5 separate regions of the Mus musculus genome follow, and regions 2, 3, 4 and 5 are each linked to region 1. Evidence: chromatin contacts called from public Hi-C and HiChIP or PLAC-seq data. All regions are on one chromosome and are shown on one strand. Each heading gives the region's core, a stretch centred on a gene start, on an enhancer-like site or on the middle of the called end of the contact. The rest is flanking DNA. Distances are from core to core; before and after follow the strand shown. Region 1 holds the start of Mab21l1 (mab-21-like 1). Region 2 has its middle 7.7 kb from the start of Gm25404. Region 3 has its middle 9.3 kb from the start of Gm43549. Region 4 has its middle 18 kb from the start of Gm43549. Region 5 overlaps Nbea (neurobeachin).

Region 1 (2,531 bases), core at 19-2,518:
GCAGAGAACTGAAAACTACGACATAAGCCCTAACTACCCTATCTTTAGTTCATGTGCACTGAGGACTCAACTGGTCATGGTACTGGAAGGAAGAGCGACCTATAAAACCCTCCCTAGGGTTCCAAAATCCAAAAGCTCCTCAGGTTCCAAAAAGAAAAGCTCATTTCTTTGAAATTTCCAAGATGAAACTTAAATAAATAATAAAAATCCCTAACCTGAATGGTTACAAATTATTTTTTTTGGAAGCCATTAGCCATTTTCTCATAATCAAATTATTACATCCCATAAGATTAGGAACCTACTGTTGGTCACCACTGAGGGTTTCTGAGGTGGAAGATCCATCTTTAAGCCTGCAGGGGCAAACAAACTGTAATGGCCACACCTTCCAGTGCCAAGCAAGCTCATCTCTGTGAATTCTCTAGATCCTTCTCTACAAGACAGCTCACTATGAGATGGCACTCAAGCTTTCTCTAAATCTCAGAAAACACCTTCAGGAAGTGTTTCCACTACAGCATACAGCCCTATCTGCTGTCTGGTATTTCAGCACTGGCCAATCTAGCTACAGACAAGGGAAACTGCAAACAGGTGAACTTGTTTTAATTAAAAGGCTCCATTTTTAGTTGGGTAGATATCATCGACTCCGTTGAGCAATACTTCTTAAATTCCTCTCAGCAAATGCAAATGGGGAAAACCTAGGTTAAAAAGAGAAGAGACTCTGCCTAAGGTTTGGAAACATTCTGACTGCGAACACGAACACGAGTGAAGACTAAAGAACTCCCCCAGCTGAAGCCAGCAGTCAGTCAGTAAGCAAAGTTCTAACTTGCACTAAAAAGACCCCAGGGATTAACGGGCATTAATTACCTTACTCTAAATGCAAGTTAGTGACTTTGTTCTAGAAGCCCCTTTGACTTCGCTAATTGGTGGATGACCATTAGTACAACTGGATAGCTCATCAGAGGTGAACAGACAAGTGGGCTTTTCAGCAAAGAGAACCACTTGTCTTCACCAAGTCTTTTCCAAATGTCAATATGCTTCAAGTTATACCAAAGCTGGGAGATTTCATCTTGCTTTTCAACCTGTCTAGGTGGCCTGGGTGGGTTTCTGCCGGCAGCAGTTTCCTACCTTTGGTTTCTATGCTTCTATCCACGAGGGGGGATTAATTAGCCGGGCTGAAGCTGGAGGAGGCTGTCGTGACGAGCCCAGTGGCGATTGGCCGCCCGCCTGCCTGGCCCTGCCTTTATAATTTCCACACGAGTGCATCTGGGCTCTTACACAAACCAACAGCAGCTTCTTCTGACAGACACACACTCACCCCCGACGCACACTCTGCACACTTTTCCTCTACCTGATTAACAGTCCTGCACACACCATGATTACGGGAAAACGTAAATAAATACGGAAAGGGGTGATTATTTTGACTACTGGAAGAGCTTTGCTGGGTCTCAGCATAACTTTTGTTTTTATTACCGAGAAGGTGCTCTCTCCACGCGTCTCTCTCTGACACGGATTCTTTAGCGGAGGGGAGAAAAGGGGAGAGCTCAGCCTTTCACTTTAAGACCCGCTAGTCTCGAGCGGGGGAAAAAAGGCCAGCAGGGCAGGGCGGCCCCCTGCTGCAGCTAGTCCGAGAGAGGCTCGGTGCCTTTTGAGCGTGGTCCCCTTTCTCCACCGAAGTTGGCTCCAGCGCTAGCAGCCGCATTGGATCCCACAGCCTATTGCGAGACTCCGGTGTACAATCCGGATCTCTGCCCCAACATGATCGCGGCCCAGGCCAAGCTGGTCTACCACCTGAATAAGTACTACAACGAGAAATGCCAGGCCAGGAAAGCTGCCATCGCCAAAACCATCCGGGAAGTCTGCAAAGTGGTCTCCGACGTCCTGAAGGAGGTTGAAGTGCAGGAACCGCGTTTCATCAGCTCCCTCAATGAGATGGACAACCGCTACGAGGGCCTGGAGGTTATCTCTCCCACCGAGTTCGAGGTGGTACTCTATCTGAACCAGATGGGGGTGTTTAACTTCGTGGACGACGGCTCCCTGCCTGGCTGTGCGGTGCTGAAACTGAGCGATGGGCGCAAGAGGAGCATGTCCCTCTGGGTGGAATTCATCACCGCCTCTGGCTACCTCTCGGCACGCAAAATCCGTTCCAGGTTTCAGACACTGGTGGCTCAGGCGGTGGACAAGTGTAGCTACAGAGATGTAGTAAAGATGGTGGCTGACACGAGCGAAGTGAAACTGAGAATCCGAGATAGGTATGTGGTGCAGATCACCCCGGCCTTTAAATGCACCGGGATTTGGCCGCGGAGTGCTGCCCACTGGCCGCTTCCCCACATCCCCTGGCCAGGACCCAACCGGGTGGCAGAGGTTAAGGCTGAAGGGTTCAATTTGTTGTCCAAGGAGTGCCACTCCCTGGCCGGCAAGCAGAGTTCGGCTGAGAGCGATGCTTGGGTGCTGCAGTTTGCAGAGGCCGAGAACAGACTGCAGATGGGGGGCTGCAGGAAGAAATGCCTCTCTATCCTGAAAACCCTGCGTGATCG
Region 2 (2,531 bases), core at 20-2,519, 230 kb before region 1:
ACACATAGGTACTGTCCAAAGGAAAATGGGTGAGTTTCAAAGTGGCTTGGAGTTCCGGTTCAAATCCCATTTCCTCCCATGATGAAGGAAGGGGTTGGTAAAGAAGGGGCAGTACCGGCAGCAGCTGTCCAACGGTACACAAGCGTGCATGGTGTTGCGTGCTTCTTTGTGGATGAAGTGGATGAGACCTGGGCTCAGTCTTCACAGAGATAAGCAGATGCATGCTTTCTTCCCATCTAGCATAGTGCTAGGCTTACAAATGGCTTTCTGGGTTTGTTTGTTTTTAGGGGAACATTTTTGTTTGTTTTATCCTGCTTATGGGTTTTTTGTTTTTTGTTTTTTGTTTTGTTTTGTTTGGTTTGGTTTTTTTTTTTTTGTTTGTTTTTTTGTTTTGTTTTTAGTGAAGGGTAATAATGCTAGGAAAAGGATATTGTGGAAAATTGGTCCCTTGTGACACACAAAAGGAAGGCACAAGTCAGCTATACTTTTCTTAATAGGAGTACAAAGTTACCCACAAAATACAAACCATACTAAAAATGACATAAAGGGCAAAAATCCTGTCGTCCCTCCTAAGGTTTATAAGTTAGGACTCAAGACACAATATCCCCAAATACAGAAGCTTGACATACTGAATATTTTAAGCTTAAGGAAATGGAGAAAGTCAGAGGAGCAGAAAGTTCACTCTCTGATCTGCCTTTCTCCCCTGAAGCAGTTCATAAAATAGGTCATAAGATCACAGAGAGGGTGCCTCCTTCTGCTTCGAAGTCAGTGAGAGTGGAAACCAACTCGCTTTAGTCAGCACCGTTATATCAAACCCTCTCGCCTGCCAGTCACACCCCTGCACAGTGCCCCATGAAAGTCACTCTCCCTGAATCTTTGGGTCTTAGTTTCTGAAGTCTTCTATGTGGCATAAATGTTTTTATTCAATACACATTTATGCTTTTCTTTAGTTAATCTGACTTTTGTTATCCACCATAAATGGGTGGAGAGAGCATGCTTTTATCCCTTATATCTGTTTTAAAGTAAATATACTATAAACACGACAAGTATCCGTTGTTCTCATTGTGTTTTGGATACCATCAATAGTTGTTATTTCTTATACTTTGATAGACCACCTCAAAATAATAATTGTTATTTAGGTCACTCTGCTGTGGGCCCACCATTTTCTAGGGTTCATCTGAGAGGTGCACGTGGTCATTGGCCTGTCAGTGAGGCAGCTGCACCTCTTACAATGGAGCTAGCAGGGCTGACTGTCCCTCCTCATTTACCAGGCTACCTCCCATGGCAGATTTCCAAGGCGGAGAGAGGAAGTGCACCAGTCTCTGGAGGTCCAGGCTCAGAACCTGATCGTCATTCCTGCCATCATAGTTGATCAAAGCAAGCTGTGATGCCAGGCAAGATTTAAGGGGTAGGGAAAGAGAAGACCTACAGAACTACATTGGAAACAGATGTGACTACAAGGAAGAGAATAATTGCAAACAATCTACCACGTCATCAGTTTCAAGACATACCATTGTTAGATGATCTGTAACTCTAAGGTGACTGTATGTGGGGGAAAAGCTGTTCGAGGACAAGAGACACCAGTGATTGTCAGATACATTTCAATACTAGAGATATTCAAGTGCAGAAAATATATACATCATAAATCAGTGAAACACACCAGTTAGAAAGTCATAACTTCTGGAAGAAAAGATATATAACTGGGCGAGGTGGTCAGATGTGCTGGGAACAGGAGAGCTGAGAGCAGTGAGGTACCCAGGGCAGACTTCACTGACAAAAGCAGAGCCAAGGCTTCCAACACCTGATGGGGGATTGCAGAGGGCTTGGAACACCCAATAGGAAAATCCAGAAAGAGTCTACCTGTCTGTTCACAAAATGGAAACTGTACTGAGGGAAGAGGGAGAAGAAAGAGATGATACCCCTGATAAAACCCAGAACCATATGGCAAAAGCTCTTCAGTTGAGATCTCAGAAATTGTAGTCTTAGAGACTTGGATTCAAACAGCTCTGGTTCAGTGCCCCCAAAGCTGCAGAGAAAGTGGGGCCTTAGGGAGAAACCAAAAAGAAGGTTGCTAATGAAGAAGGGCAGGTGTGATCAGGACCCCGTGATCAAGACAAAACAAAAGAAAAAAATACCTAGATTCAGTCAGTTTGTCCATTTAACAAGACTCCAGTAACTCCTGGGTAGATACATTGAATCTCTGGGCATAGTGTAATTATTCCTTCAAGCTGACTGGAGGCAGAGGACCACCTACTGCGGTAGCAGCTGCAGTCATAGTGCTGTGGGAGTCCCTTGCCCTTACTGCCTCCAGATACCACTGCCAAAGACCTTCAGTGCTGTTTGCTTTAAAAATTGCTTCTTTCAGAGTTAGAGCGATGGCTCAGTGGTTAAGAGCACTAACTGCTCTCCCAGAGGTTCTGAGTTCCTAGCAACCACATGGTTGCTCACACTCATCTGTAATGGGTCCCTCTTCGGATGTCTGAAGACAGCAATAGTGTACTTACATACAGAAAATAAATAAATATTTTTTT
Region 3 (2,531 bases), core at 17-2,516, 210 kb before region 1:
AAATCTTTCCAGTCAATGGACAGCACTTACTGTTTGCTTTGAGTTGACAGCTCCCTCCTTCTGCAACAAATACATTTTAAATCCTGCCTTTATTAACGTATACTATTCTGTCCCGTTATGTGTTTGTGTGTTTACACGAGTGTATGGGTATGCACACATGTGTGGAGGCCAGAGGTCAAAGTCTGGGTGTCTCATCCTGTAACTTATGCTCTGATGCAGCTTCTCCAACAGACTGGGAGGCTCACAGGTTTGCCAGGCTGGCCAGCGAGCTCAGCAGACAGATCCTTCTGCCTCTGCCCCAGCAGCGCTGGGGTTGGAGGATCACACTTCCATTCCTTGGCTTTTGGGGGTCAGAACCCAGATCCCAGGCCTCTATGATAAACACTTTAATGGTCTAACCTTCTTCCCAGCCCCTTGGCTTGCTTTTCTGTAGCATCCATTGTAGGGAGCTGGGGAGCCTGTCACAATGTGTTATAGTTCCAGTTGTTCTCTAGAGAAATTGAAAGAGATTTTTCTCTCTTAGCATTGCAGAGTGCATGAGGAAGCCTTGTCCCTCCAACACCGCCCAAGCCTCATTGAAGAGCGAACAGGTACAGAGATAGGAAATCTTGATGTTCTTTCCAGGTCTTCAAGGCAAGAGTCAGTCCTTCCTTTACCAAAGGTGAATAGTCACAGACTCTAGCACATTGGAAGAGATTAAAAGCATAAATCCATTTTCCAAAATGAAAAAGGAGTTACTTTTTTTTTTAAACAGCTTTCTCTTCCTCCAGAACAGAAAATTGAGGAGTGACTTCACACTTTTTTTTTTTTTTGTCCTTGGAATGCAAAAGACATAATTGCTTTCCAACTATGCAAACGTGGCTCATTTTGACCAAAAATAATGATTCAGCCCTTGAAAAGCTTTTGGAAAAAAAAACTTGAAGAAAGCTGCATTTGTTCGATTCTCATGACTAAGTGTCCTCAGCTAAAACAAAGTGAGAACATTATGCAATTATTTAGAGGAAACTTGGGACCTTGGGGACAGTCCATCATATTGCTCAGGCAAAACTGGACTTGGGGACCTGACATTTGCAGATAATTGTGCAACCCTCAGCTGTGTGAGCCAGTTCTAAAGAAGCCCCCACCTTCCATCCCCCTCCCCCCACTCGGCTTCATTCTGTGCCTTCTGATTAATAAGAAGAATAAATCAACCTGACTCTAGCTTGGCGCTCAGGAGATACAATCAGGGAAACGAGTGTGAGCGCTGAGCCACAGAACTGGAGGCACCCTCTGCAGGATTCTTTCTCATTCAGAAAACAAAGCAGAACCAGACCATTCAGCAAACATGAGCTCAGATACGAAAGCTCGGGCCCAGATGTTATTGCATATAAATATTTATAAGGCCGTAAGAATCCTGGCAAAGCTCAATTTTGCTTCAGTTCGGCAAATGTTTCAAATTCGGCTCTTTTGCCCTACGAAGATGAGGTCTGGTAGAAGACAGTTATTTAGGGGAGAGGATGGGAGCCCGTCTCTTATGTCTTATGACCTGCTTTTCATAGTTGGTACCCTTGTCTTCAAGAATCATGTGTCAAGGTCTTTTTCCAAGGAGCCAGGAGGAAGTGTGCTGGGTGAAACTGAATTTCAGGATCACCATGGAAGCACACACATGGGCACACACACACACACCCCCAAGGTGGGAGGAGGTGTGGACAGAAGCCAGCCTCCTTTTGTTCCTTCTCCATTTCAGTAGGGTAACAGTTCCAAATTATAAAGGTCAAGCCATGCAGTGGGTGTGCGCTTAGTAAAACAAACAGATTTGCTCGTTTGTTTATTTGTTTGTTTGTTCATTCATCAATTGGTACTGGCAACTGAACCCAGAGTGCCACATCCTTAGCATCGTTGACACTTTAAAGTTTTCAGTTCAGCTAACCAGCATGCACTTCTAGAAAAAATGAAAATTGTAATTCATGTTTCAAAGGTTGGGGTGGTTGGTTGTGTGTAGCATAAGTGTATAAACCTGTGAGGGGGTCAGAGGACAATTTGTGTGAACCAGTTTTCTCCTTCCACCCTGTGAGTCCTCCTCCTCCGCCTCCTTCTCCTCCTCCTCCTCCTCCTCATCATCATCACTGAGGTTTTTTTGTTTTGTTTGATTGGTTTTTGTTTGGTTTTTCAAGACAGGGTTTCTCTGTGCAGCCCTGGCTGTCCTGGAACTTACTCTGTAGAGCAGGCTGGCCTTGAACTCATAAAGATCTGCTTGCCTCTGCCTCCTGAGTGCTGGAATTCAAGATGTGTGCCACCACCGCCTGACCATCATTGTGTTTTTACAGTGGTGGGAGGGATTGGACCTTGAACCCCAAGCATGTTAAGTACACAGTCCCCCATCAAACTACACCCCTCAGTGAAATAACATCTTTTTTTTTTCTTCTTTTTGGCCTCCCTCCTTATCTGCCTTATCAGGGACGCTATCTCTTTCCTAACCCTCATCACCTCTCTCACAGGTCATCCATCCTAACTGTTGTTAGGGGTTTAAGGACACAGAAGGGACAGCCGTT
Region 4 (2,531 bases), core at 15-2,514, 180 kb before region 1:
CAATTGTCATGGGACCAGAGAGCAGGAATTTGCAAGGGAGATGAAGAATTAATAGAAAAAGAGTAGTGTTGGGAAACTCAGAGACTAGGGGGCTTCAAAGTGAGAAGGGTCAAGATTAAAGTCTTATGGTCCAGGAGAGTCTAATGGGAAATTGCCCTTGCACAAGCACACACACACACACACACACACACACACACACACACACAGAGGTGTACACAGAGAGCCTAAATGAATGGGCTTCAGGTCTTATCAGACAATCTCATCAAACCAGGAGGCTGAAGCCACTCTCAGTCAGAGTTGGGGACTTTATCCTGGAAGTAGAGTTGTGGGAGAAATACTCACTCCAAGAACACGGTTCCCCTATGTGGGCACAAGTCCTGAGTCTTCTCTTCATTGGTGAGGACAGAGTGGATAATGAGAGCCAGCTGCCCAACCTCTTAACAAGGCGAAGTCACATTAGTTCAGCCATTCCTTCCAGAGTTAGCTTGCTTGTTGCTTGCTTCCCTTCCTTCTCCTCTCTCCTCTCCTCTCCTTTCCTCCCCTCTCCTCTCCTCCCCTCTCCTTTCCTCCCCTCTCCTCTCCTCCCCTCCCCTCCCCTCCCCTCCCCTCTCCTCTCCTCTCCTCTCCTCCTCTCCCCTCCCCTCCCCTCTCCTCTCCTTTCCTTTCCCTCTTTCTTTCTTTCCTTTCCCTCTTTCTCTTTTCTTTCTCTCTCTCTTTCTCTCTCTCCTCTCTCTCTCTCTCTCTCTCTCTCTCTCTCTCTCTCTCTCTCTCTCTCTCTCTCTCTCTTTTTCCAGTTACTTTTGGTTCAATGTTTTTCACCCATTTACATTATGTGACCTTTCATCTTTCATGGGCTTTGATGGCTTGTGTTGTCCCCCGCCCCCCCCCCCCAATGCATCTTGCTTCTCTATGTCACACTCTTCCAGGCTTTTCAATTACCCACACACCCTCCTGTATGATAGCATTTTGACGGGAGGGAATGAGATGGATAATCTTCTGAGCAATAGGCCAAGGCACCCGCGTGCCAAACAGCATTCCTGCCTCTTTGGAAAGGAGACCAGGAGGCCCAGAGAAGCCATAGCCCAAAACCAGTTCCTGCAGAGAGACAGTCTTCATGAGCCCGGAGGCCAGCATCTCAGAGACATATTAGAGTCTGTCTTTATGAAAGAAAATGATCTTTGTGCAGGCAGGTGGTATAGCTTAGGAGAACATTTTTATGTGCAATTTAGAGTGTGCTGTCTACACACGGCTCAGACTGAAATAATCAGTTTAATGTGTGTCTGCACCGTCATGTGGTCAAGCTTTAGGTGAGAGCAGATTTACACACGGAAATCAAAACGAACTAGCAGGAGCCGTCTTCTGCAACATTCCATGACAATAAACGGCCACACGATGGACGCCAGCCAACCCCACTCTCCTCTCCTTTCATTTCTTCCCGGAAAGCTCTTGCGATAGAAAGAAAATGAGTTTCTGAGGTGCTTGAGTGCATCTGTTAAGTAGAGATTTTTATCAGCTTGGGCATACATAAACAAAGACCACATAAACAGAGGGTCGCCTGGCAGCAAGGGCCTAGTGTAGCTCTCCTTTCAGGCGGTTTTCCTTGGGTTGAAGTGTAAGGATGTTTATAGGGATTCTGGGGTATGCCTTTCCGTTCAAGGAGGCATCCTGCTTCAGATGCCAGCTACAGGGGATGCTCAGAACAAAGGTGGACTTTCTGCAGAGCTTGTCAGTGTGGGTTGCTCTCTAAAGAGTTAAGTTTCTTTGTCCAGAAACCAAGACAGTAAAGACCAATGACAAACTCACATTCAAACATTTGAAATGTCATTTTTGGTCAATGCAGTCTTCGCATGAAGGAACTAGACAGAGGACCAGTTTTTAAAGGGAAGGTGTCCACATATGAATCTATCAGGAAGCAGAAGGGCCTAGGTCAGGCCTGGATGAGATCTTCACATAGGGTAATGCTCCAAATATGCATGTGTCACCCTTTGGCTCCCACCCTGATGAGTCAGCACTGACTTGGCAAAAGAAGCTCTGTTGAGCCTGCTGCATACCCCACACCCCCACCCCGCCAGAGAACTTGGAGCTGGAGAAAGGAAACATTTAGATTAAAGGGCACTGCTGTAGCTCTAAATTAGAGTGATAGGGGACTACCCCCCCCCCAAAAAAAAAGTTTTACAGAAAAGCAATGTTCTTCCTCTTGTGATAAATTTAATTAAGAATTTTTGAATGGAACCCACCCCATACTCACCCAGTGGTGGAAGAGGAGGAGGAAGAGGAGGAGGAGGAGGAGGAGGAGGAGGAGGAGGAGGAGGAGGATTGAGTCCGGCGAGTGGAGGATAGATTCCAACACATGTGTTCTCGTTTATCAAGGGGTGGTGCTCGGTGTGAAGGGGGAGAATATCAGGGGTGAACAGAATCAAGGAGATCGAATTATTTTTCCATTTGTCTCAGAAGCAAAGGGGGACAAAAGGAAATACAGAGGGGAGGAAAATCATTTCATGATGTGGTGATCCTGCGTAACCTGGAGGAAC
Region 5 (2,531 bases), core at 18-2,517, 130 kb before region 1:
TAAGTGTACATAATATTTTTTAACAATTTAATAATTGAGCCCTTTATAGTTCTTTTTCTTAATGAAAAACATTCCTAGAGGCCAAGGCCCCATGAACAATGAAGTCTTATTTTCCCATAAGATGTCTGCTGTACACTCCTGGCCAGCAGAAGCTGCGCCACCCCCTGTTGATAATATCACCAATAACCATAAACTAGGGCCAGCCGCATAAAACTCATGGAGGGAAAGTGGGTATAAATCACTGCCCCTTTCAGGGTGAGGTAGGTATTAGTGGAATACAAGATCCAGGTTAAATCAGCAGGGCTCATCTTTTCAGTCCTGGAGACAGTGCAAGTCCTGGGGCTTTGCAGGAAGCCTGAAGTGGTGAACCAGGCCAACTAAATCATTTGGGCACATGCACGTCTGTCCTGGTTAAATACGGATCAGTATGTCTAAATGTTTGTGATGACATTATATCACTTCAAGATGTTCGGGCTGGAGTTCTCAGGGATGAGTGTGGAATAAACACATGTGAAATCACTGGACAATTTAGTGTTTGCCTTTTCTCACAGACCAGGCCCCACAAAGCTAGGGATGCTATTTGTCTGTATCCTGCTGAGTTCCAAAAACCAAGGATGACTTGACACATAATGGGCATTCAAATATTTGCTAAACAAACTAATGGTGGCAAAGGGGGATGGCTTGAAGTTCTTGTTTACAAAATCCAGACAAACTTGCTCTGTTTGGAAACCTGCTGAGGTGCAGTGGAAGGCCAGTGCTGGTCCACGGCACTGCCTGGACTGTAGAAGTGGGCAGGCTGCGCCGACACAAGAGCTGCCCAACACTGTCTTTGCCTTAGCTCTGTAGCTAGTGCTGAGACCCACGTACCGACTGTGTTGTGCCATCTGTTCACTGCAAACAGTCGGCTGCAGGTCACTGTCACCACTGCAGGGATGGTCAGGTGGGGCAGGGTGTTGGCAGCCACATGAGTCACAGGAGAATTGGATGGAAACTTCAGCACCATGATCACATCCTGCTGCATCTGATCTTTGAACATGAGTGGGCTCTGTGGAAGGAAACACTGTTGAGTAGAAAGGGAAGAGACAGAAGGAAACAGAAAGGACAACTTGGTTAGTGGAAGGTCTGGGGCTAGGAGGTGCAGACAGACAAGGCTAGTGTGATAACAGGCAGAGGCTCCAGGCCATTGGAACTGTCTCGCTGGCCAGCGCACCCAGAGAGCGCAGCTTCACCTGAAGAAGGCATAGAGAAAAGAGAACAGAGCCTCTGACGTCACTGAGGCAGCATGCTCTGTTGCTAAGAGTCAGTCTCAGTTTGTATATATGGTCAGACTGCCACATGTACAGTTAGCTCACAGAAATAGCCACAAGATGCATCATAATTGTTATGGGAAGTTTAAAAAAATCAGTTTGAGGGAAAATTAGTTAATCCGTGGCTGATGTTGTTAGCATGAAATATAAAGTGATTTGGCTGGAATTGTCATCTTTATTGGGCTAACCTAGGGCCACAGTATAAATAATTGAAGCATAACCTCCGCAGAGTAGCCTGGAACTCTGGCCAGTGTCTGGGCTCCGGAGCTGACTTACTATTTAGGGCTTGTGCCTTCTCTCTCTTACAGGTTCAGTTTACTGAGGGCCAGCGCTTTTTTGGGCTTTTCTTCGTAAACATCTAGCAGATGAGGTGATAGCAGATACTACAAGCAGTACAGAGCACTATAAACTCAATTATACAAAACATAAAATAAGGACGCTGGAAATAATTACCACTTCCCTTCCCTACACATCTGAGCATTTTTCCTATGGATCATTTTCTTTTTGCCAGCTCCATGCCAATTTGGTGTCTGATAATTCCTTGTAGGAAGACAATGAGTTCTAACTGGGCATTCCCCCAAGACAGTCGTCATCATCATCATCATCAAAAGCAGAGAAAAGTAAGTAAAGCGGATTAAGCCTCCCCCACTAAGCCATTTCATACAAGAACGGGTAAGAACCTGGCCCTCTAAGACCATATGTCTGTTTGCACCATGGCTGGGAGCCATCTGGGGACTTTTTTCTACTTTGCTACACAGAATGACCAAGTGCAATCAAAGACAGACACTGTGCCTACAGGGATGAAACTATGTGGTTGGTTGCTGCAGAAGGGTTTAAAGCAAGTGTGTAGTTTCCCCGGGTGTGGGCTGCCTGCTTCTTAGTAGTATGGAGAACACACCTGACACTGTGCCTCATGCCTTAGTCATCTGACACATGGAGGGATCAGAAATATGTTAAGTAAATGAAAAGCATAAACATTCTTTCTGTCAAAGAAATGTACGCTTACACGGTTGCCACACACCCACTGCCATCCTATCTCAGAGCTCTTCACCCCACTGAGGGGACAGACAGGCATGTCCTCAAGATTGTGGATACACATAGATCATCTGAGATCATTTGCAACTGTTTCTGTCTTGAAACATTTGTTGAAGTATTATAAAAAACAAACAAACTAGGGAGACATCATTAAAAAATACAATAAAAGTATATCAGCCTTCATAGAAT

Evidence for each region. A called contact is a pair of places that touch in the nucleus more often than the background predicts. HiChIP or PLAC-seq counts read pairs in DNA pulled down with a chosen protein or histone mark.
Region 2: a contact with region 1 is called in an H3K4me3 HiChIP or PLAC-seq map of craniofacial prominence, with 5 times the contacts expected there. The contact joins the enhancer-like site here to the promoter of Mab21l1 in region 1. A contact is called at or near these places in 13 of 39 promoter capture datasets (the 3T3-L1 cell line, 3T3-L1-derived adipocytes, the C10 cell line and 8 more), 1 of 15 datasets of contacts at CTCF or cohesin (the NIH/3T3 cell line), 10 of 484 Hi-C or Micro-C datasets (adipose-derived mesenchymal stem cells, cerebellar granule neurons, cerebellum and 5 more), 13 of 115 datasets of contacts at active chromatin or transcription factors (the NIH/3T3 cell line, bone marrow-derived macrophages, craniofacial prominence and 10 more) and 4 of 9 other capture datasets (adipose tissue, embryonic stem cells, macrophages and 1 more).
Region 3: an H3K27ac HiChIP or PLAC-seq map of the NIH/3T3 cell line shows a contact between it and region 1, with 4 times the contacts expected there. The contact joins the enhancer-like site here to the promoter of Mab21l1 in region 1. A contact is called at or near these places in 16 of 39 promoter capture datasets (the 3T3-L1 cell line, 3T3-L1-derived adipocytes, the C10 cell line and 10 more), 1 of 15 datasets of contacts at CTCF or cohesin (the NIH/3T3 cell line), 4 of 484 Hi-C or Micro-C datasets (cerebral cortex, myocytes, nephron progenitors and 1 more), 11 of 115 datasets of contacts at active chromatin or transcription factors (the NIH/3T3 cell line, bone marrow-derived macrophages, craniofacial prominence and 8 more) and 3 of 9 other capture datasets (adipose tissue, liver and pancreatic islet).
Region 4: an H3K4me3 HiChIP or PLAC-seq map of embryonic limb bud shows a contact between it and region 1, with 4 times the contacts expected there. The contact joins the enhancer-like site here to the promoter of Mab21l1 in region 1. A contact is called at or near these places in 9 of 39 promoter capture datasets (the 3T3-L1 cell line, the C10 cell line, cranial neural crest and 4 more), 1 of 15 datasets of contacts at CTCF or cohesin (the NIH/3T3 cell line), 4 of 484 Hi-C or Micro-C datasets (muscle stem cells, nephron progenitors and trophoblast stem cells), 6 of 115 datasets of contacts at active chromatin or transcription factors (the NIH/3T3 cell line, bone marrow-derived macrophages, craniofacial prominence and 3 more) and 2 of 9 other capture datasets (macrophages and pancreatic islet).
Region 5: a Hi-C map of cerebellum shows a contact between it and region 1, with 2.0 times the contacts expected there. The contact joins the enhancer-like site here to the promoter of Mab21l1 in region 1. A contact is called at or near these places in 5 of 39 promoter capture datasets (the 3T3-L1 cell line, 3T3-L1-derived adipocytes, liver and 2 more), 1 of 15 datasets of contacts at CTCF or cohesin (the NIH/3T3 cell line), 4 of 484 Hi-C or Micro-C datasets (cerebellar granule neurons, cerebellum and nephron progenitors), 6 of 115 datasets of contacts at active chromatin or transcription factors (bone marrow-derived macrophages, craniofacial prominence, embryonic hindbrain and 3 more) and 3 of 9 other capture datasets (adipose tissue, liver and pancreatic islet).

Annotation. Positions count from the first base shown.
Region 1 is chr3:55,781,242-55,783,772 of GRCm38.p6, forward strand. It overlaps Mab21l1 (mab-21-like 1), which reads left to right and starts at 1,269. Exons shown (of 1, transcript NM_010750.3): 1 at 1,269-2,531. The coding sequence starts at 1,753. The region is part of intron 41 of Nbea (neurobeachin); the gene reads right to left.
Region 2 is chr3:55,549,837-55,552,367 of GRCm38.p6, forward strand. No RefSeq gene overlaps it. Among named protein-coding and RNA genes, the nearest start is that of Gm25404, 7.7 kb to the left of the region's middle. Within about 2 kb of position 1,270, at least 5 of the 459 cell types and tissues checked have an H3K27ac peak or open chromatin away from gene starts, as enhancers often do. A contact at or near this core is called in cerebellum and craniofacial prominence, where this site is marked.
Region 3 is chr3:55,570,850-55,573,380 of GRCm38.p6, forward strand. No RefSeq gene overlaps it. Among named protein-coding and RNA genes, the nearest start is that of Gm43549, 9.3 kb to the right of the region's middle. Within about 2 kb of position 1,267, at least 43 of the 459 cell types and tissues checked have an H3K27ac peak or open chromatin away from gene starts, as enhancers often do. A contact at or near this core is called in the NIH/3T3 cell line, cerebral cortex, fibro-adipogenic progenitors and 2 more, where this site is marked.
Region 4 is chr3:55,598,492-55,601,022 of GRCm38.p6, forward strand. No RefSeq gene overlaps it. Among named protein-coding and RNA genes, the nearest start is that of Gm43549, 18 kb to the left of the region's middle. Within about 2 kb of position 1,265, at least 104 of the 459 cell types and tissues checked have an H3K27ac peak or open chromatin away from gene starts, as enhancers often do. A contact at or near this core is called in the NIH/3T3 cell line, embryonic limb bud, muscle stem cells and 1 more, where this site is marked.
Region 5 is chr3:55,646,489-55,649,019 of GRCm38.p6, forward strand. It overlaps Nbea (neurobeachin), which reads right to left. Exons shown (of 58, transcript NM_030595.1): 51 at 868-1,060. Among named protein-coding and RNA genes, the nearest start is that of Gm46804, 60 kb to the right of the region's middle. Within about 2 kb of position 1,268, at least 18 of the 459 cell types and tissues checked have an H3K27ac peak or open chromatin away from gene starts, as enhancers often do. A contact at or near this core is called in cerebellar granule neurons, cerebellum and pancreatic islet, where this site is marked.